Linked DNA regions of Sus scrofa: all the other regions are linked to region 2. The links are chromatin contacts, called in public targeted proximity ligation maps. All regions are on one chromosome and are shown on one strand. The core of a region is the stretch at or near the end of the contact, and the rest is flanking DNA. Distances in the headings are between cores, read along the strand shown.

Evidence for each region.
Region 1: a targeted proximity ligation map of alveolar macrophages shows a contact between it and region 2. A contact is called at or near these places in 2 of 47 Hi-C or Micro-C datasets (embryonic fibroblasts and fibroblasts) and 1 of 2 datasets of targeted methods (alveolar macrophages).
Region 3: a contact with region 2 is called in a targeted proximity ligation map of alveolar macrophages. A contact is called at or near these places in 1 of 47 Hi-C or Micro-C datasets (fibroblasts) and 1 of 2 datasets of targeted methods (alveolar macrophages).

The regions. Positions count from the first base shown.
Region 1 is chr4:39,950,571-39,954,100 of Sscrofa11.1, forward strand. No RefSeq gene overlaps it. Among named protein-coding and RNA genes, the nearest start is that of CPQ, 96 kb to the left of the region's middle.
Region 2 is chr4:39,805,296-39,808,930 of Sscrofa11.1, forward strand. CPQ (carboxypeptidase Q) reads right to left here. Exons shown (of 8, transcript NM_001243691.1): 2 at 3,606-3,635. Among named protein-coding and RNA genes, the nearest start is that of CPQ, 49 kb to the right of the region's middle.
Region 3 is chr4:40,027,123-40,030,520 of Sscrofa11.1, forward strand. All of the region lies in intron 1 of SDC2 (syndecan 2), which reads right to left. Among named protein-coding and RNA genes, the nearest start is that of SDC2, 100 kb to the right of the region's middle.

The DNA of each region.
Region 1 (3,530 bases), core at 396-2,895, 140 kb after region 2:
AATTGCAATAAGTGCAATAAATGCAACAGAAAATGAAGACAATGCAAATGCAATTTTTAAAAGGGAGGATGTTTTTGAATCTTCTGGTTAGTGAAAATTAACAGAAAAATCCGATGAATGGGATGGCGAGTAGCATGGCATAAATATACGAAGGGGTAAAAATTCAAGGAACTTAATAGAAAATGTTAAAAAGTTTAGCAATAGTTTCCTAGATTGGTGAAAATTAAAATAAATTTGGAAAATACAAATATCATTAACTTAAAATTATTGGAAGACAATGAGTATTTCTGTCACTCGACCAGATGACATTGAAAATTTGACATTTGCAATAATTTACATTTTAAAAATTATAATTGAGAAAAGGTAAATCAAGTGTTTATGTGTAAAATTAGAGAAAAAAAGCTGTTTCCACTGGGACTGCTAGGATGCGAATCTACAGCTATAGGAACCCATTTTGCCTACTGTGTGCTGACAACCTTTCTGCAAAATTAAACTAAGCAGGACAAGCTAAACCAAGAGACAGAAACAACAGAGACAGAGATGGACCTATATAATATCATTTGTACCCTGGATCCAGCCATGCCTAAAGCCAGTGATATCTCTGAACTTTCCAGTTATAAAAGATATAGATTTTTTTCTTTTGGTTTCATCTCATTTTAGTTGGATTGCTTTCACTTAACAATCAGATGTTCTGATTCAAAGTCTCCAAACGCATCTTCCCCCCAATCTTCTCTAACCCAGAAAAAGGATTTCCCTCTTTCTGTTAATGAAAACATAACTGTCTCTATCATTCAGGCTCAAAAGTACAAAATCACCTATCCATTCTGCCACATATTCAATCAGTCATTAAATCTCATCATTCCATTCTCTTCCATCTCTTCCTTCCGTCCCTACCGATAAAAATTTTGCCACTTTTAATTCAGGTCACCTTTATTCCTCTCATTCAGCAATAGTATCATACATCACACAGCTCAAGGATCACCCTCTCTCTGACATCTTTTCTGGCCAAAGCAATCCGCTTGCTCTGCCTTTTTTCTCCCTTTCTGCCCTTCTTCACTCCCATTTTTTTTCTTTTCTTCTTCTTCTTTTAATCACTTATTTTTTTATTGAAGTAGAGTTGATTTAAAGCGTTGTGCCAATTTCTGCTGTACAGCACAGTGACCCAGTCGTACATACATATACGTTCTTTTTCTCATACCTATCCTCCATCATGTTCTATCCCGAGAGATTGAATACTACTACATTTAGAATGGATAAGCAATGAGGTCCTACTGTACGGCTCAGGGAACCGTAATCTCTTTCAACTATTTTGAGTCAACTCAGGCACAACCTTTTTCATGATGCTTCTCCTGACCTGGCTCCTCTTCTCACAGGTTGTGTTGAATGTTCCCTTTTATGAGGTCCTAGCACCTCTTTTAAAGTCTACCACAACCTGAAGTGAGATTATCCAGATTATGTCACCAGTCTTAAAGCTTTTCAAGCGAAAGTGCAAGGTCATATGCATGACCTGCTCAGTACCTAGTAGAGCTCAATAAATGCTTTTGAGCTTTTAAAGTGAACTGCGTTTTCTTCCTCCTTGTATCCCCACCACTCAGCACATGTGTGGCACATACTAGCAGCTGGACTGATGTTGGCGGTCTAAGTGAAAATGCAGATGTTGAAATCCTAACCATAATGTGATGGTGCCATATGAAAAGGGAGGGCGTTTGGGAGGTTATTAGGTCATGAGGGCAGAGCTCTCATGAAGGGGATTAGTGCCCTTACAAAAGAGACACCTTCTTTTTTGCTATGTGGTAGCAGTCTGCAACCCAACAGAGGGTCCCCACCAGAACCTGACCATGCTGGTACCCTGATCTCAGACTTCTAAACTGTGAGAAGTAAATGTCTGCTGTGTATTAGCCACCCAGTCTGTGGCAATTTGTTAAAGCAGCCAGAACAAAGACACTTCCTCACCTCCAGTCAGACTGCACTTTTAGCTCCCCAACTCATCATTTCAGATGAATCCTGGTTCATAACCTCATTTGCTGGTTGACGATTCCAACAAGGCTTTCATTAGCACCTTAGAAGACCTCTGCTTTTCCTCCTCACCTAGTTGCCAATTCTTCCACACTAATTCTGAATTTTCTCTGTACTGGCTCCATAACACCATCATCAACACTTACCTAATCATGCCAATGTCTCCACTTTAAACCAAGGCTGTCTGATCTCAGCTGGGTCCCTTGCCTTGCTCAGCAACCTTTATATTTATCTTCAGCTGACCCCATCAAATTCCCCATAGCAGCTGCCACAAAGTTTTTCCACTCTCCTTAAGCCCCAGACTCAACCCCTACTCCCCTCACGCTCAGCTAGAGCTCTCCTCTTCTTCATACCTGACACTACAATATTATGACCATGAGATGACTTGGCTTTCTTCATCCTCACCGCAGAACTTTTCTACCCCTTTATCTATACAGTTCTCAGCTCATATCAGAGTGAAAGCTCCTTTCCAAAGCCAAATTCTCTATCCGTACTGAACCAACTGTTGGGAGGCAGGGATGTTGAATAATATCCTCCAAACCGAGAAGTCTCCTTCAAGACTGAAAAACGAAGCAGGCAATTCCATCAAGTGCAATCATGAAGCTCACTGTGCGTCACCTACACACAGGCTGGAAGGATCCGGTGGATGGATGATCCAGAGGCATTTGCAGCTGCACTTTGCACCATGGAAAGGGGTACAGGGGGATTTAAAGGGGTCAGATCTAAAAATACAATCTGACTACCAAGTGAGAAGCACTACCAACCACACTGATAGGGACTGAGGATTCTTCCCTCCTCCCCCATCCCCCAGGGGCCTCATGACCACTAACCATCTGGGTCAGCATAAGGGATTCTTCCAGTTTTCACATTAGATAAAGGCAAGGGTAGAAGTTGATGGGAAATGTATCCAGCTTGGGCAAATTCCTTATGAGTAGCTAAAGCTCAGTCACGCAGACAGGGAAGAGGGGTAGGACAGCGGGCCCAAGATGGAACTGACAAAATGGAGTCAGTGTGGTTCAGCCACACACCAACTCTCCAACGTTCCTCCCTCTCCTTGGCTCCTTCCCTTCACCGCACAGGAATGCTTACATCTCCCCTGTCCAAAAGGTTATAAATATTTCATTATTAGCTAACATTGCTTGAGTATTTACAGTGTGGCAGGTGCCACTGTAAGCAGTTCACAAAGATCATTTTATTTAATCCTGACAATAACCTGTGATGTTCTTGATATCAATGAATGCCCTATTTTATAGACGAGAAAACTGAAGCTAGCAGAATTGGAAAATGTGCTCAAGGTCACAGAGCGTTTTACTTCCTTATACATGCCACATTTTCTAAAGAATAATCTAAATCTGACTCTTCTCCCTTCTTTCCTTCCTCTCTTCCTTTGTGCTTCTACATCATGTGTCCAAAACCTTCACTGCTACACCAATTACATTGATCAGTAATTGAGCATTTCTATATCTGTCAACAAGGGTAGGATATACATAGACTATACACATATACACACACAC
Region 2 (3,635 bases), core at 811-3,310:
CTCAGACAAGTTGATTCTTTCAATAGTCATTTCCTGAGTGACCACTATGTGTCAAACATTATACTAGATTATGGAGATAGAGAGTTAATCCATGTTTTCCTGGAACTTATAATCCAGTGCAGAGTCAGGCCGTTGGAGTGCATTGCCCAGTTGTTCACTAAACTAACTTTCCTCTCACCATGAGCACAAAGATAGACCAAACTGCATTCTGGCTAGTGGAATGTAAGCGGAAGCAAGGTATGCCATGGCCAGGCCTGGCACGGAAAACCTTTCCCTTGATTATCGACTTTCTCTCCCCAGCTCCTGATTAGCCAAATGGATGCAGAGGACCCCGCAGAAGACTCTGATTTCTTAGAGGTGATGGAGCCACAGGATGGAAAGGAGCAGACGGCTACCTGCGGAGCACCCTCCTAGAATCATTATGTGAGTAAGAAAGAGATTCCTGTTGTGTTAAGTGGCTAAGTTGTTTGTTACAACAGTTAGTCTACCCCCACCAAAGCAGGCACCCAAACTACCTCCAAGACTTTGATGCAGAATATACACCAGCTGACATGAGCTACCCAAAAGAGATAGCTCACCTGGGCTAGAGTTGGATATCAGGGAAGGCTCCCCAGAAGAAGAAACACTTCAGATAAACTGAAGGATAGTGTGAAATAGTGAAGAAGGGGATCGAAAAGTTGCGGAGGAAGAAGCATTTGCAAAGTCATGGAACTTTGAGGAAATGGGGTGCACTAGGAAAGTCTTAGTGACCCCTGACTAGAAGAACGTGGAGTGATGTTGGGAAATGGAGTTGCTCAATGTGTATTTGCTGAAATGACTTATACAGAGCAGAAGCTGGGAGATGTAATAACCATTAAAAATGATGGATAAGGGGCAAGAAAAAAGTAATCAAGGATCATCTAACTCAGAGTGCAGAACAGATGGCATTCTCTTCACTGAGAAAATGCAGGGGAGAGGTGAAAGAATGAGCTCAATTAGGAAGGAAGGAAGGAAGGAAGGAAGGAAGAAAGAAAGAAAGAAAGAAAGAGAAAGAAAGAAAGAAAGAAAGAAAGAAAGAAAGAAAGAGAAAGAAAGAAAGAAAGAAAGAAGAAAGTAGTCAATAGTAAGAAATGCTTCAGAGAGTTAAAGATGATGGCCTGAAAAATGTCCATTATATTTGACAGCTAGGCAGCTATTTGTGACCTTAACAATTTCCATTTAGTACTGGGAAGAGCCAGGTTAAAATGGTCTGCAGAGGAGTTCCTGCCATGGCGCAGCGGAAATGAATCCGACTAGGAACCATGTGGTTGTGGGTTCGATCCCTGGCCTCGCTCAGTGGGTTAAGGATCTGGCATTGCCATGAGCTGTGGTGTAGGTTGAAGATGCAGCTCAGATTCAGCATTGCTGTGGCTCTGGAGTAGCCCGGCGGCTACAGCTCTGATTGAACCCCTATCCTGGGAACCTCCATATGCCTCCAGTTTGGCCCGAAAAAGACAAAAAGAAAAAAGAACACAATGAACTTCTTTGCAGAACAGATACTGACTCACAGACTTTGTTTCCAAAGGAGACAGGTTGGGGGGTGGGGGGATGTGCTGGGGGTTAGGGATAGATATGCTATAAAATTGGGTTATGATGATCATTGTACAACTATAAATGTAATAAATTCAGGGAGTAATATATAAACAAAAAAAAAGAGTCCACTGAAACATGTCTGGCTATAAAATCAATGAAAAAATTAGAACCAGTCCGGATCTAGAAATATTAAGAAAAACGGCGTTTGAATACACATTATATGTTGCCAACCCCAAATCTTAGAGGCTGGATAAAATTCTTCTGGTGCTCCTAGGTTACAGCCTCGGTTTCCAGATGTCCTCATTACACCAGGAAAAAAAAAAAAAATGCCAATGAACCCTGGCAGATTGCTGTGCATTAAGTCATCTGGGAATTTATTAGTCTTATGAGTAGTAGTTCTTAAATAAATGTTTCTGGCAATCACCTAGTTTCACAAAGCAACAGACTGGCTCCATAATTTAGGCCTCATGACCAGTGAAATCATGGTGAATGACCACAAGTTGCTGAGTATGTTATTCTAAGGGGTAACTGAGGGATTCTGGGAAGTAAGCTAGCTATTTCAGGACTTCCCTCCTGGGATGATTAACCATCCAAAAGAATATGGTCAAATTGCTATTTTACTAGTCACCAAACCTTTAAAGACTCTACAAAGAGCATTATTTTTAGCCCTATGACATCACTGTAACTAGGTTTTCTCTCACAGAACTTTTTAACAAGTGGCTTTAACAAGCCCCATCTTCCTCCCCAGGAAGATAACTTATCCCCGTGAAAGAAAAACTTCCTTTCCTTTTCTCTGCCCTTTTGGAAAGCTTTCTACCTGGGTTTCCTAGTCGCTGATGTCTCCTCAGTTATTTTCTTTTCAAAGGTGTAGGGTGATAATTAATTAAGGTCAGGCAACTGTGTCTCCAGCTCCGAAGAGCACATGTGCAAAATAACAAGACATTCCTTTACACAAAAATCTAAAGATCTAGGTTTGAGATCCAAATAAATGCTATTTGCAGTTATTTATGCATGTTTTTCTAATCTTACAGAGACCAGGCTATAACACTAAAATGGCACTTCTTTCATCGATGTTTATCCTTGATAGGTGATGTAGCTACTAAACTCGGCCCAATGTCTTCAGGTCAATTTTTAGACTGTTTACCCACTGCAATGCCAAATTTCCTCTTAAGACTGAAAGTCGATAAAGTGCTTTGCAATGACCCCAATCAGAACTACAAAGAAAAAGACAAAACTTACGACGTGACCCTCAGAAAATACCACCAAACGTTTACATAGACCTTTATAGATAAAATCATTTGGTAAATGAGTGTTCATCATCACTGATTAATAGAGGAGAAGAGTGAGGCCCAAAGAGTTTTAAGAACATTCCTAAGGGGGTAAGGGATTAACAGGTACAAACTACTATGTATAAACTAAATAAGGAACAATAATACATTGTTCAGCAGAGGGAATTATCGCCATTATCTCATAATAACTTGGGGAGTATAATCTGCAAAAATACTGAATCATCACGCTGTACACCTGAAACTACACTTCAATTAAAAAAATAAGAACACTCTCAAGGCCTAATAGTTCTTCAGAAGCAGAACCAGGTCTATATCCAAGGTGCTCTGCTTTCCCAACTCTTTCCACTACACGATAGATGGCCCCCATCAGGTTACCCACTTTATTTTTATTTCACTTCTCTAGTGAAAATGGAAAAAAAAAAAAAAGCCTGGCTTCCTCTGAGGTCATTCGGAATCTTTGATGAAATGCAGACATGAATTCAGTTCTCCCTCCAGTGCAAATACATAAAATATATTGGTTATAGAAGGAATGTTATGGCATCATCGTGGATGTGGAAAACTTTTTAAAGGAATGCGCAAGTGATGCTTGGAATCCTGAAAGGGGCAATGAAGACATGACAAACAAATGACCAAATATGGGATAGGGGAAAATTCCATGAACCGTCAGTATTTTCATTTGACTGGTTTGTTTTCATTTCCTAGGAGCTTCTCTTTCATAGAAAACCTGGGGTTTTGAAAGCATTTCAAAGAAACATAACGACCAACCTGTAGATGGAGAAGGAAGCCACTGATCGA
Region 3 (3,398 bases), core at 284-2,783, 220 kb after region 2:
ATGCCTCCAATGAGCCAGGCCCAATGCTAGTCTCTGGAGAACATTTAAATGACTAAAAAGCATTTTAAAAAGTAACACTGAGTTAGTGTACTTAACAGTAGAAATTTTCCTCTCTGTTCAAAAATAAGAACTGAATATGATTCAAGGCAGTTGTCCTAGCCAACAAAGCTCACATAAAATCTTTCTCTAATAAAATGCTCAGCCTAATAATCAGCATGTTAAGGAAAAAAAAAAAAATCTTGCCAAAGGATTACTTGGCTCATCTCAATGTATATTTATGATTCAGGAGAAATCACTATGATTTTCAGAAAAGATGCCTCACTGTAGGCGTGTTGATGTAGCTGGTGCTTGGAAATTATTTTTGTTCCTACAGGGTTTGTCTACGGAGTTTTCAGAAGGGTACCTGGCTCAGTAAGTGGTTTATCAGGTCAGTTTAAACCGGCAGCTCATACAGAAGGACCTAGGAGTGCCTGTATGTTTATTTAACTGAATGATGCCCCCTCCTCCACCCCCAAGCATTATGAAACACGGCAGAGGCAAGATGCAGGCCCCCAGCCCCACTTCTCTTTAACAGTGAACAGCGTGGACCACACAGACTCATTGAGAAAATGCTCCTCTACCAGCAATCCTATGATGGGCATATCATTCTACCAACCCCGCTTTCTATAAGCCAAGCCAAGCTTCTCCAAAGCCCTCGGTTTCTGTAAGCCACGTTTCATGAAGAAGAGCCCTTAACCAAACAAACCAAGCAGAGAATCTAAACCTTGCATCCAAATTCTTGACATAGTTTATGCTTTGTAATCTTGAAAAATTACAGGGACAACTAATTCAATGCAACATATCTCACCTGGGGAGAATTTTCACTTTAGGCCCTTTCCTAACTTTTGAATTCTGACATGTTTGTATTACAAAATTCGATCAACATTAAAAACAAACAAACAAAATGAAGTTCCTGTCGTGGCGCAACAGAAATGAATCTGACTAGGAACCATGAGGTTGCGGGTTCGATCCCTGGCCTCGCTCAGTGGGTTAAGGATCCAGTGTTGCCATGAGCTGTGGTGTAGGCTGCAGACATGACTTGGATCTGGTGTGGCTGTGGCTGTGGTATAGGCTGGCAGCTACAGCTCGGATTAGACCCCCAGCCTGGGAACCTCCATATGCCGCAGGTGCGGCTCCAAAAAGACAAAAGACCAAAAAAAAAAAAAAAAAAAAAAAAAAACAAGAAAACCCCCTCTTCATGACACTGGTTTACTGCTCACGTTAGACAAAATCCAGTCTTCCTCTTCACGAATACCGACGTCAACCTCAACAGGGAGGTAGGGAGGTGAGGAAAAAAAGCAGAACACCGCCCCCCCGCCAAATTCTTACTTCTGTTTGTGGTAAAGGGTTCGGATTCTTGATATGGAGAGAGAAGGGAGCCACCTCTGTCTAGAGTTAAATTCGTTGGCAACAAAAATAGAGCTCTATGAGGCCAACGTGTATTAAAGCAACGCCTGAGACATTGAGTGGGATTATGTTGAATATGCATGACACACAAAAGGAAAATGTTCATGACTTACAGATGTGCTCCCAGTTGTGCTTTCTTCCTTTTTTGGAATCTCAAACAGAGGGAAGCAAGAGGTTTGCAGCCATGTTATTAGAAGCACTGCTGCCTCTCTCCCTCCCATACTAGAATATTCCAGTACTGATGTTGCCATCCATATGACCACAGTTTAGACTAGAGTAAAAATAGAAGCTGTGTGAGCCTAACCTGAAAAGTCCCAAGTGCTGGAGAGGGTCAGTATTAATATCTTCTAACTGAAATAATGAGATTCTGTTTCCTGGTGGCGTTTGGCAGGAGTAGGGGGAAAAAAAAAGAGATTTGGAATTTATTTCTCATTCAGAAGTGTTTTGTTAAAAACTACCATAATGGAGCAGACTCCAAGTCAAGCACAGGAAGCCAAGAGGCTCTGGTTTAGATTTACTAATTCCCTCTAAAGGCTTTTCAACTGCTGCAATTTTAGGCCCCAAGGCACAACTGCATATATTCCCCACTCTATATGGGAGCTGACAGAGTGCCACAGGAAGCCTATGGGACAGGAAAATGGGAAAGACCTGAGGTCCAAGGGCAGCCCCCACCCCTCCAGCCTCCATCTGTTGGGAGAATGAACCTGCTCTCAGCCACGAGCAGCAGTTAGTTGATGGAATTTCCAACGAAGTCTGTATTTCAGGTCTAGGCTAGCACTGAGTTTGAATGTTGATAGGAACATGAGACTCTTTAATACTGGCCTCTAACGAGAAGCTCTGACTCTTTCAAAAATGCCAACTAACAGAAATGGGCACAAGCCCTTTGGCAAGGACTCTGGCAATGTGTCTGAAGAAGATATGAAATCTTTTGTACCATCTGGCCCGATACGTCTACTCTTACGAATTATCCTAAGGAAATATTCTAAAAAGAAGGCAAAGTTAAAAAAAAAAAAAAAAAAAAAAGCAAAATCCCTGAGACAACCTAACTGCAACTAGAGAGGGACAGTAGCTATGCCAATGAGGTATGATATGCTAATTTTCTCAACACGGTCATTAAAAAGCACATACCACCCAACAACAGGGGAAAATCTTGAGACAACACACTCTATTTAAAAAGGATAATCTTGTTTTCATATTTTCTAACCTCACAACGCCTACGATTTCACACCGTTTGGCCGAGCGCTTCCATCCGAGGAGGATGGAAGATAAAGGAGTGAAATGGTGAGGGTGGTGGCTCACGGATGATTTTGTTCCTAACTGTTGTATTTTTCCAACATGTAGATGCGGCCCAAGGCACAGAAAGCACAAGACCGATGGACATGGCCAGGGACCAGCTTCCAAACATCCACAAGACTATGTAGCAGTTACTGCAGTTAAACAGACAGGGACATACCTAGACACAGAATCTAAAGACGGTGCCATGGAAGTATATGGGTGTGTAAGTGGCAAACAGGAAAAAAAAAGTTTCTACTTGAGAAAAGCGCCACACTGTCACATCACAGTGCTTGGGCCACACCTAATCCATTTGATCTAAGGCAAGGAAGGCAAAAGCTCCAGGAAGATGGGTATTTAAGCACAAGACTCCAGGTTCCAAAATTTCCTGGGTCTTGTTCCCCATCTCATGAGCGACTCTTGGCTCCTGGTTTATATAAAGCGGGGAAGGAGTTCCCGTTGTGGTTCAGTGGTTGATGAATCTGACTGGGAACCATGAGGTTTTGGGTTCGATCCCTGGGCTTGCTCAGTGGGTTAAGGATCCGGTGTTGCCATGAGCTGTGGTGTAGGTCGCAGACGTGGCTCGGATCCTGAGTTGCTGTGGCTCCGGTGTAGGCCAGCGGCTACAGCTCCGATTAGACCCCTAGCCTGGGAACCTCCATATGCCATGGAAGTGGCCC